Linked DNA regions of Macaca mulatta: region 1 is linked to region 2. Evidence: chromatin contacts called from public Hi-C data. All regions are on one chromosome and are shown on one strand. The core of a region is the stretch at or near the end of the contact, and the rest is flanking DNA. Distances in the headings are between cores, read along the strand shown.

What was found. Hi-C and Micro-C count contacts between places; a contact is called where the count stands out from the background.
Region 1: a Hi-C map of fetal cortical plate shows a contact between it and region 2, with 2.6 times the contacts expected there. The contact joins the promoter of MYO10 here to the enhancer-like site in region 2. A contact is called at or near these places in 4 of 14 Hi-C or Micro-C datasets (fetal cortex germinal zone, fetal cortical plate, fibroblasts and 1 more).

Annotation. Positions count from the first base shown.
Region 1 is chr6:18,375,971-18,379,101 of T2T-MMU8v2.0, forward strand. It overlaps MYO10 (myosin X), which reads right to left and starts at 1,541. Exons shown (of 40, transcript XM_078004632.1): 1 at 911-1,541. The coding sequence starts at 931.
Region 2 is chr6:18,232,016-18,235,244 of T2T-MMU8v2.0, forward strand. MYO10 (myosin X) reads right to left here. Exons shown (of 40, transcript XM_078004632.1): 4 at 1,517-1,704. Among named protein-coding and RNA genes, the nearest start is that of MYO10, 140 kb to the right of the region's middle. Within about 2 kb of position 1,651, at least 3 of the 40 cell types and tissues checked have an H3K27ac peak or open chromatin away from gene starts, as enhancers often do. A contact at or near this core is called in fetal cortical plate, where this site is marked.

The DNA.
Region 1 (3,131 bases), core at 291-2,790, 140 kb after region 2:
CACATCAGACTCTCTCAACTCAACTAAGTTTACTTTGAGCCACTTCAAACCTCAAACTTAAACAGAATTTATTAAATAAACACAACCAAGAAAGGAAAGGGAGCCAAGAAACCACAGTAACTCTCGATCCCAGAGGGGGGACACAGGGCTCTAAAGTTAAGTTTCAGTGTCCCACCCTCAACGACCCTAAAGAGGGCATCCGTTTCATCTATTAAAATAGCCATTGTTAGCCCTAAACGAATTTTCTTTACATTCGAATTCAAAATCTGCATGGACACTCCACACAAATATATGATCTTTTGATCCCAGGGTCTGGAATTGTCCCAAGCCTTAAAAGAGCACTTCTCGGCGAGCAAAGAACTTCAGTCTCCAAGGTTCGGCAGGCAAGGAAAACAGTGACTGATTAAACCCTTGCCTCTCCTTCTCACACTTCATTAAGCCGTCTCCTCTGGAAGTGTTTGAACCCCTGCACAGGAAGCCCGCACGTTTTGCAAAGGCAATACCAGACCAGACCTTTCTTGGAGAAAGGCAGGTCCCCGCTGAACATTTTATTGGGCTTCCTGCACCCGGGCAGTCGAGCGGGCGGATCGCCCCGCCCGGGCCCTGGCGCGCGCCGCCTCACCTGGCGCGGGGTGTCCCGGGGCGCCCCGAGAGCCAGCCACCCACACCAACGGAAACGCACCTTCGCTACCTCCCGGAGCAAAGTGCGAGCGCGGGACAGGACGAAACAAAACCTGCCTGGGCTTACTCATCAGAGACTCCGCGGGGGGGACGGGGGGTGTTTTCAGGAGACTCCCAGAAAGTTGTGCCCTCCCGGGCTCAGGGAAAAGTACCCAGGGCGCGCGGCGTGGTGGGCAGTCGCCTCCTTCCCTGGGCTCCGGAGGCCAGGTCGGACTGGGAGCGCACTCACCTCGGTGAAGAAGTTATCCATTGTTCCAGCACAGTCCCGGATTTACCGAGTGCCGCTCCGGCTCGCGGAAGTCAGCGCCGCCGCGGGTCCGGGGAAACCATGCGTGTCACGGCGCCACTCTTGGGAACGCGCGCCCGCGGGGCTCCCCCGCTGCCATTGCCCCGTCCCTTCTTGTCCTTCTCACCTTTTGTTCGCCCAAACCCAAGTCTCTAACTCGCCCGTCCCGACGGCAGCCTTTGTCTCTTCTTCCTCCAAGTTCCTCACTACTGGGCGCAGCGCTCGCGAGCGGAGAACAGCTGGTGGCACATTCTTCTCCCAAGCGGGGGAGGGCGGCGGGGTGCTGGCGAGCGCGGCCCCCTCCCTCTGCGCTCCGGCCGGGGACCCTCGAGGCGGACAGGAGGACAGCGGGCCGCAAAGTGAGCCGGAGACACGATCCCCGCGCGAGCGCTCCGGAGGTGAGCAGTCCCGCGCCGCGGCTCAGCCAGCTCTCGCCCGCGGGACTGCAGCCCGGCGACCTCGCCCCGCCCTCCCGCACCCGGCCCCGCCCTCCCGCACCCGGCCCCGCCCTCCCGCACCCGGCCCCGCCCTCCCGCACCCGGCCCCGCCCTCCCGCACCCGGCCCCGCCCTCCCGCACCCGGCCCCGCCCTCCCGCACCCGGCCCCGCCCCAGGAGCTTGGCCCTCCGCCAACCCCGCCCGCGCTTCCACAGCGTCTGGCCCCGCCGGGGCGGAGCGCCCCGCCCCATTACCACCCAGGCCCCGCCCACTCTGCGCCCCAAGCAGCCGCAGGCTCTGTAGCGGACTCCGGAGGGGGCCGCGTGTTTCTCCAGGTCTCCCCATCTCGGCGTGGGCAGGGGATTTGACTCTGACCTCTGCAGAGAGAGACTAAGTATCACTTAGAGGGGAGGGGGAGAAGGAACTAGGGGCTTCTTTTGTGCCTTTGATGTTTAGCAGACCCTGGAACCGGCTCAACACGGATCTCATTAATGCAGCCCGGCAGACGAGCGATCTCGGGGAAGGAAGCGCGGTCAGCGGAGCTGCCCGGGCTGCGGGGCCAGATCAAAGGGGAAGACGGAGGCTAATCAGAATTTCTGGAAGTTGCATTCCCGTGTTGAGTTTCTCTCCTGCAGTCGGGTTTGCATAAGACGTTTGCCTAACAGCGGGGAAATGCAGTTTTGAAACTGGAAGGGGACGTGGCCAATATCACCTTTAAAAATGTGACCCTTTTCCTAAACCTGAAGGAAGCAGAGATGGCAGATGGCACTGAGATGGATGAATGATCAAACCCACCTGGTACTGAGTCCCGTTTCCTCTAGGGCAGTTTTAACTTTATGCTGTGCGAGGGTCACCTGGGGACCTTGTTAGAACGCAGGCTGGAACAATCTGCTTTTCTAACAGGCTTCCAGGTGCCCATCAGATGCTATCTGGTCCTGTGCTGAACGAAGGCTTGTCTGTAACAAGTAGAGAAATTAAGAGTAAACTTTTGTAGCAATGTAATAATACCACGACATCCAAGCACATGATCAGTGGACTCTTTGAACCGAGTATAAACCAGTTTGGGTGTTGTCAGACTCACGTGGTGAGTCACACCTGGCGCCACAGTGTATTGGTACCTGGCGGACTGGGAACAAAAATGGCTGGTTCTTCAGTACAAAAGAGTTGAGATGCTCTCTCCAGGTAATTTGCCAACTGCTACTCAACCTTTAAAACTCAGCTCACAAAGTCACATCTTCCAGGGGAAGGAACCCTTCCCAAAGATGCTACTCCACTCACCCCACCCAAGCTCCCCCTAAGCACTGGGCTAGATGCCCACTCTAGGATTCATTACTAAGACAGTTGGGGAACCTATATAATGTTATAAGGGTCTTTCTCTTGGTGTCCTTCTTATACACAGTTGGGAGAACAGTGGCTCCTTGCGGGAAGGACTGTGCTTTAAAATGAGTATCCCCAGGCTGTCTTACAGCATGAATGAATGAATGAATGAATGAATGAATGAAACATCCTTCTGTAATCCTTATGGGGAAAGTCAAGCATGTTTGTAACTTATGCCAGTCCAGTTCTTCACCGTCAATATCATTGCTCCCACCTCACTTCCCTTTAGATAGAGTCAAGGTGTAAATTAGTTAATATTGTGCAATGTTGTTCTGTTTCACAGGTTTACACGCTTCAGGCTCTGAGCCATTAAAGCTTGTGTCCAAGGTGACAAGGAAAGTGAAGATGGA
Region 2 (3,229 bases), core at 401-2,900:
ACTAGAAGAGACTGACATTCATCACGTCTGCTTTGAGCATCACCCGGGGTGTGGTGATGATCACTAGAGCACAGTTCCATAGAAATAACTAACAAGATCCAACAGGATGGCACTAGCATACACGCGATGAGGTCAATTAGAATGTTAATAAACATTAAGAAAATTTATTTATGTATGTATGTATTTATTTATTTATTGAGATGGAGTCTCACTCTGTCACCCAGGCTGGAGTGCAGTGGCGTGATCTGGGCTCACTGCAACCTCCACCTCCAGGTTAAAGTGATCCTCCCACCTCAGCCTCCCAAGTAGCTGGGACTACAGGCATGCACCACCATGCCTGGCTGATTTTGTATTTTTAGTAGAAATGGGGTTTCATCATGTCGGCCAAGCTGGTCTCCAACTCCTGACCACAAGTGAACCACCCACCTCGGCCTCCTCAAGTGCTGGGATTACAAGTGTGAGCCATTGCGCCCAGCCAATAAATATTTATTTAAAAAATATTCTACTACTTTTTAAGACAGTTCCTAGTAATGAATGAACTGATATTGGGGCTCCTAACAGTTTCTTTGTAAAAGTGAGTACGACTCAGCTAAAACAGACATGCCAAGTGCCTTCTCGCCCACTAAAAAAAAAATTGAGGCCGGGCGCGGTGGCTCAAGCCTGTAATCCCAGCACTTTGGGAGGCCGAGACGGGCAGATCACGAGGTCAGGAGATTGAGACCATCCTGGCTAACACGGTGAAACCCCGTCTCTACTAAAAAAAAAAAAACAACAACAACAACAAAAAAAACTAGCCGGGTGAGGTGGTGAGCGCCTGTAGTCCCAGCTACTTGGGAGGCTGACGCAGGAGAATGGCGTGAACCCGGGAGGCAGAGCTTGCAGTGAGCTGAGATCACACCACTGCACTCCAGCCTGGGCGACAGAGCAAGACTCCAACTCAAAAAAAAAAATTGAAATAAATACACCCTTAACATACAGACAGTGAGCCCCTCTTCTGTGGCTAATTCAAAGGTAAACTTTAAGAGCACCCCATTATTAAAATTGCCTAAATCTGGGAGATTCTATCTAGAGTTATTTTATTGCAGTAGAGAAAAAAGAAACCTTGTTCACACATATAAACCTTGTGAGTGGCATTGTAGGCTACACAAAACGTTTAAATTTGAAAGAACTATGCAAGATTTCCTTAAACAGATCATGCCTCATGATTGAAATAAATCAAAGAATAATTAAGGCAAATAAATGTTTTTTTTTTTTTTTTTTTAAAGGAACAGAATGGAATAATTATTCTGAGGATAAGAGCCAAAGCAACATGGTCCATCTGCTTTGCTAAGTGAGCTCCTTCTGAAAGCTGAAGTTATCATGCCATTCAAAACAGAAAACTCTGCCGGAGAAACTCAGGCAGTTGTAAAAGCTTTCTCCGTTTCATGTCCTAAGGAGGCTGGGGCGCGGGGTGTGCGGGGTGCGGGGAGGGACTCCTCGGCCGTGGGAAAGCCCGACTGACTGTGAGCTTCGTTACCTGATGAGGATGCACTGGTTGTCGTGGCGCTTCCACAGGCAGCGGTAGCACTCGTTGGCGATGGCGAAGATGTGCGGGGGCAGCTCGCCCAGGTGGCGCCGGCTGTACTGCTCCATGGTGGCATGCTCGTACAGCCCGGCGATGGGCTGGTAGGGGTTCACAGAGGCCAGGATGGAGCCGATGTAGGTCTGCAAGCACAGGGTGAGACAGGGATGCGTCACTTCTAACCCAGGCCACTGGATGAGCTCCAACAAAACCCACTCAGTGTGCGCCAGGGGGAAAGATGGCTTCTGTCTCCCGCACACTGTCCCTGCACCTTCTGGAAACCAAATCTTCATGTTCTGGACAAATGAATGAAGCCATTTCAAAGGGGGATGGTAGTGAGAGGGAAACAAGAGAAGGAAGATGGTGAGGCGACCCAGGCCCAGATCCCTATTCCCCGCTCACCTCGCCAATCTTAATCCTTTCCCACAGACAAACGACTGGCCAGATCCAGTCTCCTGTCTCATCAAATGGCTACTGTGAAACAGCATGGTGAAAAAGTGATGAGACAGAAAGGAGAAGAGAGGTAGCCAGAGGCTGCGGGAGAAGGAAAGTTACAGTTTAATGGGTGCAGAGTTTCTGTTTAGGGTGATGGGAAAGTTCTGGAAGTGAGGCGGGCCTTGTGGCTCACATCTGTAATCCCAGCACTTCGAGAGGCTGAGGCGGGTGGATCACCTGAGGTCAGGAGTTCAAGGCTAGCCTGGCCAACATGGGGAAACCCCATCTCTACTAAAAATACAAAAATTAGCCAAGCATTGTGGTGCGTGCCTGTAATCCCAGCTACACGAGAGGCTGGGACAGGAGAATCACTTGAACCCAGGAACCGGAGGTTGCAGTGACCTGAGATAGTGCCACTGTACTCCAGCCTGGGCGACAAGTAAGATTCCATCTCAAAAAAAGTTCTGGAAGTGGTTCGTACCTGTGGATGCAGAACATTGTGAATGTCCTTATTATTATTATTATTTTAAATTTTTAAATTTTTTTGTCTGGTTTGTTACCAGACACGGTCTTGCTTTGTTACCCAGACTAGTCTCGAACTCCTGGCTTTGAGTGATCCACCCTCCTCGGCTGTCCAAAGTGCTAGGTCTGTGAATGTACCTAATATTACTGAATTGTACTCTTCAAAATAGTCAAAATGGCAAATTTTATGCTATGCAGAGTTAGCTACAGCTTTTAAAAGATAACATGACTATTTCAAAAATGCTAGGTATTAGGCTGAGCGTGGTAGCTCACACCTGTAATCCCAGCACTTTGGGAGGTCGAGGCAAGAGGATCACGAAGTCAGGAGACCAAGACCATCCTGGCTAACACAGTGAAACCCTGTCTCTACTTAAAATACATAAAATTAGCCAGGCCTGGTGGCACACACCTGTAATCCCAGCTACTCGGGAGGTTGAGGCAGGAGAATTGCTTGAACCTGGGAGGCGGAGGTTAGTGAGCTGAGATTGCCCCACTGTACTCCAGCCTGGGCAACAGAGCAAGACTCTGTCAAAAAAGAAAAAAAAAAGAAAGAAAGAAAAAAGAAAGAGTGAGAGCAAGAGGAGAGAGCGAGAGAAAGAGAGAGACAGCGGGCAAGAGAGAAAGAAAGGAAAGGAATGAAAGAAAGGAAGAAAAGAACAGAAAAGAAAAGAAAGAAGGAAAATAAATAGAGGCTACAGAGTTACCAAAGCT